Regions from separate parts of the Oryctolagus cuniculus genome. Here region 1 is linked to region 2. A link is a contact called in public Hi-C data. All regions are on one chromosome and are shown on one strand. The core of a region is the stretch at or near the end of the contact, and the rest is flanking DNA. Distances in the headings are between cores, read along the strand shown. Region 1 overlaps LOC138843768 (a long non-coding RNA gene). Region 2 overlaps SCEL (sciellin).

Evidence for each region. Hi-C and Micro-C count contacts between places; a contact is called where the count stands out from the background.
Region 1: a Hi-C map of embryonic fibroblasts shows a contact between it and region 2, with 6 times the contacts expected there. The contact joins two enhancer-like sites. A contact is called at or near these places in 4 of 6 Hi-C or Micro-C datasets (ear pinna, embryonic fibroblasts, liver and 1 more).

The regions. Positions count from the first base shown.
Region 1 is chr9:34,916,083-34,919,969 of mOryCun1.1, forward strand. All of the region lies in intron 2 of LOC138843768 (a long non-coding RNA gene), which reads right to left. Among named protein-coding and RNA genes, the nearest start is that of SCEL, 55 kb to the left of the region's middle. Within about 2 kb of position 2,554, at least 1 of the 8 cell types and tissues checked has an H3K27ac peak or open chromatin away from gene starts, as enhancers often do.
Region 2 is chr9:34,843,520-34,847,396 of mOryCun1.1, forward strand. It overlaps SCEL (sciellin), which reads right to left. Exons shown (of 34, transcript XM_008260072.4): 4 at 2,063-2,122. Among named protein-coding and RNA genes, the nearest start is that of SCEL, 17 kb to the right of the region's middle. Within about 2 kb of position 2,257, at least 2 of the 8 cell types and tissues checked have an H3K27ac peak or open chromatin away from gene starts, as enhancers often do.

The DNA of each region.
Region 1 (3,887 bases), core at 1,304-3,803, 73 kb after region 2:
CTGTCTGCCACTGTCATATTTCATATCACCAAGAAACGTATACTGTCAACATGTCCATATGACTCATCAAATAATCAAGATTAGTGCATTATTTGCATTAGAAATATATCCTTTCTTTGTAATGTATTACTACCTTTGCTATAATATCAACATATTTGGGGTGAGGGATGGTGGCATGCAGTTGTTTAAAAACTTCAATATACTGGAAATTCAGTGTCCTTACCCTTCAGGACACTAACATATGAAAGGGAACCTACTAGAAAGGAGGTTTTTAGGGCAGGTGTTTGGCACAGCAGTTTAGACACAGCTTGGGAGGCCCATATCCATAATGGGGTTTCTGGGTTCAGGTCCCACCTAATGCATACCCTAGGAGCTAACAGGTAATGGTTCAACTATTTGGCTCCCTGCCAACTAGGGGTGAGACCTGGATTGAGTTCCAGGCTCTTGGTTCAGCCCTGGCTGTTATAGGGTATAATATCAATATTTCTACCATTTGCTTATTAATATCAAAATAATTTCTATTAATTTCTCACATTCCCTGATCTTTTTGTTCTAAATTCATTATTGTTATCTACATTTTTTCCTACTTCTGTAATAACTACTTAATGATGTTCCATGGAGGCTAGCATAGTAAGAGAGGAAATGAAGCAGAGCGTGGATACTGTTAACACTGGTGGAGACAATCAAAGGGGCACAAAATGGGGGGGGGGGCTAGAAAACTAATAAAACTTCAGGTTAGGGTCACTTCCCCTAGGGAAAATTCCATGACTACTCAAAACTAGGTTTGGTATTTTTTCCTCCCATTGCACTCTCCATTCACATCCCAAACAGCATTCATTATACTACATTTAAATTGTCTTTTTATTGTCAATTTCTTTTCATAACAAGCTCTTTGAAGATAGGCCTATTTCTCTGTTCATTACTCATCCTAGTATACAGTCAGCACCCAAAGATATACTAATTCTATGAACAGATGAGTGAATTATGCTTTGAAGCTTTTAATATATTGTGCATATTATAGATGTACTGATAATAAAGGAGTAGACATTAAAATATTTGCACAGCAGAAGGGTGGTAGGTTCATAGGAGTTTAGACTTCTCTATACTTTTGTGCTTATTTGAAAGTCTCCATAATAAAAAGTAAAAAACAAATGCAAATGTCATGCAAAACAATGCCAGCTATGTTCAGAACACTCTGCATGGCCCCAGTGCTGTGGGACAGCAGAATAAGCCAAGGTCTGCAGCACCAGCATCCCGTATGGGTGCTGGTTTGAGTCCTGGATGCTCCACTTCCAATCCAGGTCCTTTCTAGTGCACCTGGGAAAGCAGCAGAAGATGGCCCTGCACCCATGTGGAAGACCCAAAGAAGCTCCTGGCTCATGGCTTCAACCTGGCCCAGCCCTGGCTGTTGCAGCCATTTGGGGAGTAAACCAATGGATGGAAGACCTCTCTCTCTCTATGTGTGCATGCAAATTGGTCATTCAAGTCAATAAAATAATTCTTTTCTTAAAAAAAATCTACCTAGGAAAAAATCCATAGGAAAGAAATACTTTAAAATATCAAGACAGTTGTTTCTATGCATAGTTTTTTTCCCCCACAATTGAAAGAATTCCAAGATGACCTAAACTATAAAGAATTCCTTCCCTTGGGTATTGGCTAGATTTTTGAAAGTGATATTACTCCTACAATTATACTACACTATATGTTGGGGGAAAATGAAGGTATTTCACAGAAATACTAAAAGTCTCTAATAACTTGACTTTGAGTTTATGAACAAGGAGAATACCCTGGGTGGGTACTATCTAGTCCTGGGTGAGTTATCTGAAAGGGAGTCTACGTCTCCTCTGAAAAGACAGACTGCTGTGGCCTTAAAGAAGCAAGCTACCATGAGTTTACAGCTTCAGAAAATGAATTCTACCACAGCGACTTGAGCTGGGACTCAGACACCACATCAGCTAGACCACAGCCCTGGCCAGCACCTTGAGTGACACTCCAGCAGAGGACTCAGTCACACCACGGCGAGACGCCTGGCCCACAGAAGCTGAAAGATAACACATGTGTGTGCATGCTGATTTAAGCTACTACGTTTCTGGTAATTTCATCAATAGAGAACTAATTTCCTTGCTACTTTTCTGAATTTTCATATTTTATAAAATAAATAACATATTTTATAGGAGAAAATATTTTTATAACAAAGAGAAAAGAAAATTAATGTGTATAACTCAGGCTGTATTTAGAAAAGAAAACTGACATTTCTTTTCTTAATGTTGTTAACAAAGAACTACATCAAATAGAAGGAAATCTCTTTATACTTTAATGCTCAGGATCAAATTTAGAATCACTCAGCTCAAGGACAAAAGTGAATACACTCTGTGTAGCTGAACTGGTAGGTTCTGAATCAAATGCACTAGAAGAGAAACCTTTGCATAAATCACTCTTCTCTTGCTGTGTGGTAACACTCATTGAAACCATTCCAAACAAACAGATTGTAATTTCAGTTTGGACACCAATACCCAGCAGTCATTCATGAAACAAACAATATAACTATTAATCAAGCTTGCTGTTGATAATATTAAATACTTGACTCTCTAGCACCACTCCATGGAGACGTACTGAGCAGCTGAATTCTTTAACATCAGTAACAAAATGATTAATGCAAAAGTTCACAGAATCAATCTGAATGAGGACTCAAAGATACAAGATGATATTACTGATTCTCCACAAGATTCTCTATGATGCTTGCTTAGCTTAAATCTGTTTGTTTGTTTCTGTTCTTTTTTTTTCTTTTCATTCATACTATTCAGTGAACTCTCTACTTAGTGTAGGGTTAATCTTATGAGTATAAAATTAACTGAAAACTTCTCAATTTGATGCAATCCCAATAGTTGATTTTGGCTTTGACTGCCTGTGCTTCTGGGGTGTTTTCCAAGAAGTCATTGCTGGTACCTATATCTTGCAGGGTTTTTCCAATGCTCTCTAGTAATTTGATGGTGTCAGGTCGTAGATTTAAGTCTTTAATCCATGTTGAGTGAATTTTTGTGTAAGGTGAAAGGTAGGGGTCTTGCTTCATGATTCTGCACGTGGAAATCCAATTTTCCCAGCACCATTTATTGAATAGACTGTCCTTACTCCAGGGATTGGTTTTGGATCCTTGATCAAATATGAGTTGGCTGTAGATGTTTGGGTTGATTTCTGGTGTTTCAATTCTGTTCCATTGGTCTATCCATCTGTTTCTGTACCAGTACCATGCTGTTTTGATTACAACTGCCCTGTAGTATGTCCTGAAATCTGGTATTGTGATGCCTCCAGCTTTGTTTTTGTTGTACAAGATTGCTTTAGCTATTCAAGGTCTCCTGTGTCTCCATATGAATTTCAGCACCATTTTTTCCAGATCTGAGAAGAAGGTCTTCGGTATCTTGTCTGGTATTGCAATGAATGTATAAATTGCTTTTGGGAGAATGGACATTTTGATGATGTTGATTCTTCCAATCCATGAGCATGGAAGATTTCTCCATTTCTTGGTATCCTCTTCTATTTCTTTCTTTAAGATTTTGTATTTCTCATCATAGAGATCTTTAACATCCTTGGTTAAGTTTATTCCAAGGTATTTGATTGTTTTTGTAGCTATTGTGAATGGGATTGATCTTAGGAGTTCTTCCTCAGCCATGGCATTGCCTGTGTATACAAAGGTTGTTGATTATTGTGCATTGATTTTATACCCTGCTACTTTGCCAAACTCTTATATGAGTTCCAATATTCTCCTAGTAGAGTTCTTTGGGTCCCCTAAATAAAGAATCATATCATCTGCAAAGAGGGATAGTTTGAGTTCTTCCTTCCCCATTTGTATCCCTTTAATTTCTTTTTCTTGCCTAATAGCTCTGGCTAGA
Region 2 (3,877 bases), core at 1,007-3,506:
AAGTAAACACCAAAGTGAATAAAGCATTGAAAATGGACAGTAAACTGACAAAGGCTATCATTTTGGTAAGCAGGAGAAAAATAATCTCCCTGCTCTTTTAGGTAAATATATTCTGTGATATTAGTTGTAGGTCAATGGGAAAATGGCTAGACCTTACAAATTTTTGTTACTGAACATAAAAATTGATGCGCTACTTTAGTCAAAATACTGGTCAGCAAGTGTAAAGGCTTATAAAACATGTTGCATGGGGCCAGCACAGTGGCGTAGTTGGTAAAGCCGCCATCTGCAGTGCTGGCATCCCATATGGGCACTGGTTTGAGTCCCAGCTGCTCCACTTCCCATTCAGCTCTCTGCTATGGCCTAGGAAAGCAGTGGAAGGTGGCCCAAGTCCTTGGGCCGCTGCATCTGTGTGGGAGACCTGGAACCTGGAAGAAGCTCCCTGCTCCTGACTTCAGATCAGTACAGCTCTGGCTATTGAGGCCAGCTGGGGAGTGAAACAACAGATGGAATATCTCTCTCTCTCTCACTGCCTTTCAAATAAATAAATAAATCTTTAAAAATGTAGCATATTCTGCTATAGTTTGAGTATGTTACTCGAAAGTTCCTGTGTGTGAGAAACTTAATCCTCAACTTCATATGCTACTGGTATTGGGAGGTAGGGCCTTTGGGAGGTAATCAGGGTTAGATGAAGTCATAAGGGTAGAGCTCCAATGGTGACATAATTGGCTTCAACAGAAAGGAAAGAGAGACTTCAGTTGGCACGCTCTGCCCTCTCCTCATGTGATGTACCTTGACTGTGAGATGATACAGCATGAGGCCCTCACCAGATGCCAAGCAGATGCTGGATTCAGGCTCTTGGACTTCCCAGCCTCCAGAACCACGAGCCAAATAAACTCTTGTTCCTTACAAATTTCCTGGCCTAAAATATTTTGTTATAGCAACAGAAAACAAACTAACATGTATACCAAGAATCTGAAGCTTAGTTTTCTTCTTACAATTCCAAACAATTAGCTGTATCCTCCAATGTCTCCAGAGAAAGGTAAATAAAGGCAAGGAGCAATTTCCACTGTTGACTAAACCCAAATGATCAGCCTCCCCTAGTTTGATGAAATGAGGGCCATCTGAGAACCCTGCTTTAACCTTCAAAATCATGAAAACTAAGGAGGAGGCATAGGTAGATAGTCTGCCAGGTCACACAACAGTAAATTGGCTGAACAAAGAATAGTCCTGGAAAATGAAACAGTTACCTTGTATAAAGGGTTGTAAGCTTAACACCTTTATTATAACAGGTAAAAATGTGAAAAGACTTTAAAAAGTTAACAAAACTTCACTAATGAAAGTTTCCATAATAGACAAAGTCAATGTGTCTCTCTAACTTTTATAAATCTACAACATGAAAGACAATCCCACGTTTTTACTAAGTACTTCAATAGACACAAGCTACTGAACCAGATAAAATGTGGTTCTGCTACCTAACTAGGTTCTTCAGATAGGTGTCATTGCTTGTATATGTGTGAGCATAAATGTGCTTTAGAGAACATTATTTATTTGGTCAACCTAGATTATTTACATCATAGTGATTGCTAATTTTGTCTGAATTTTCCTACTAAATGGCATTTGTGAGTCTATTTGTCAGTGAGGATCATCATTTTCCCACAGGTGCAGGAGATTCCATGCAGCAATGTACTGTCCCATAAAGCAAGTAAACTCTGGGGTTGTTAGCTCTTCAGGATTGACAGAGAAGTTATCAGGTCATGCTGCTTTAAGTGTCCTTTCCCTACACATCAGGAGGACCATCTTAGTGGGGTGGGTCAAGGGTTGATTATGTTCCACCCTGAGCTGTTGCTCTGAGAGCACAAAACTGGAGATGCACTTGTCCCCAAGGAAATCCCTGATACTATTGAAGATACCCCTTCATGTGCCCAGAACACTGGGAAAGCCTGAGGCTGGCTAAAAGTCTTCAGCTATCCTATACAAGTCCTCTCTCAAAGCTACCATCTTTGTGTTTAGGCTAGCAATATAACACACCTTTTTGTTCCTGCTAATGATGTGAAATACTCACCTGTCCAAGGCATCATGAGAGTTGTGTCGGTTGAGCACCACCCTACCATAATTTTCATCTCTGAGAAGAAATAGTAAAATTATATCACACCATAAAGTTGCCACATAGGAGTTAAGCACGGAACAAAAGAGAAGGGAGAGAACTCACAACGTTTGGCAAGGTTAATCATTTGACTTCAGGCATAAGAACACAACCATGAATCTGCTTTAACCAGTCACTACTTGCAAGAGCATGGTAAAAAGAAACAAGTTTGTCAGTACAGAAGATCATTTATCTCATGAGATTTCCACATGATTCAACAATGAATGAGTGTTTTGTTTCGTTTTGTTGTTGTTTTATCACAGTGTGGGAATACAAGGCCATCGACTTTGTATATATTAGAAGAGCTCTTTTTCTACAGGAAGGCAAAAAAAGACTTCCACAAATATTGTTGAAGTTCAATTAATTCCATTATATCTAGATATTTTAATGGACTTGGCAGTTTTCTTTGACAAATTGTAGAAAAGCAAATACTGGTATTTGTGGCTAACAACATTCTCGGGAGATTAAGCCTGTTTTTGAACTATGAGAATACATAGCTCTCTGTTTGGTCCTTAAAATAACCCTATGAATTAAGCAGGGTAAATACTGTCATATCCAATTCACAGATGAGAAAACAGAGCATGGATTTTTCTTAAGACCACAAAGTCAGCAAGTGATAGATGTAGATCAGGGTCGCGGATCTTTTTATTCCAAGCTTTTGCTTCTCTTACTGGCCAACTCTGCAACACACTTTTATACGTAAAATTCCCAAGCCATGTCTTTCTTATTTAGTGCACTAGCCCTGAAAGTACATGCAATTTCAGGAAATGTCAAAACATGTAGTAGAGTTCTTGGACTTGAGCTAAAGCCAAGAGTAACCACCTGAATTTTTTTCATGTCAACCCAACCAAACCTGAAACACCACATTGTTCCTGGTTTGGCACCACTAATATTACTCAACACTCTGGAACCATTTTTAATAAAGCTATAAAAGAATTGTGGTAAGCAATTAAAAAGACAGCTGGACAGTGAAACTGAAAGAATGCCAGCAAATATATCCCCTCAAAGACCCCACAATGACTGTTCCATCTTCCTTGGTATCCATTCTGAAAATCTGTGAGAAAACAGGAGACACCAGGTATGTCTTTACTTAAGAAGAATCAGAACAAACAGCCCGGAACCAGGCCGGTGGGAAATGGGAAGCATCAAAGCCAATTTTCCCTTCAATCATTAGCTGCAGTGCCATGCAAGCTGGCATTGTGGGCCTTTCTAGAGAGGCTTGCCTGATACGAAGCCAACATTTCTGCCAACCGGGTTTTGTCTTAGATGTCTCTATGGTTACTCATCTGTGTAAATATTTGTAAACCAAAATGTATTATCTACATTTGACATCACAATACCACTACAGAAAAACAGAAACATCACATTGGACTAACGGAAGCCCTAAGGGCTATTTCACCGAAGGAAATGATTATTGTCCAACAATGATAACTCCAGAAGTTAGACTCCAAGCACCTTTATATTTCCTTAAAACAATAAAATTAAATGAAAGAAAGTAATAGGTATTTTTACTTAATAGTTACAAATACGCCCTACAAATAACGTAACTGGACAGTTTATACAAACTTTGAAATTGGTGTCCTATAACATAGTTTCTCAGCTTTGATCACATTTTGCTGTGGGGCTGTCCTGTGCATTACAGGACTTAAACTAGCAACCCTGATCTCTGCCCACAAATAGCAGCAGTCCTTCTAGAGTTTGATATGCAAAAATGTTCCCAACATTGTCAGAGGT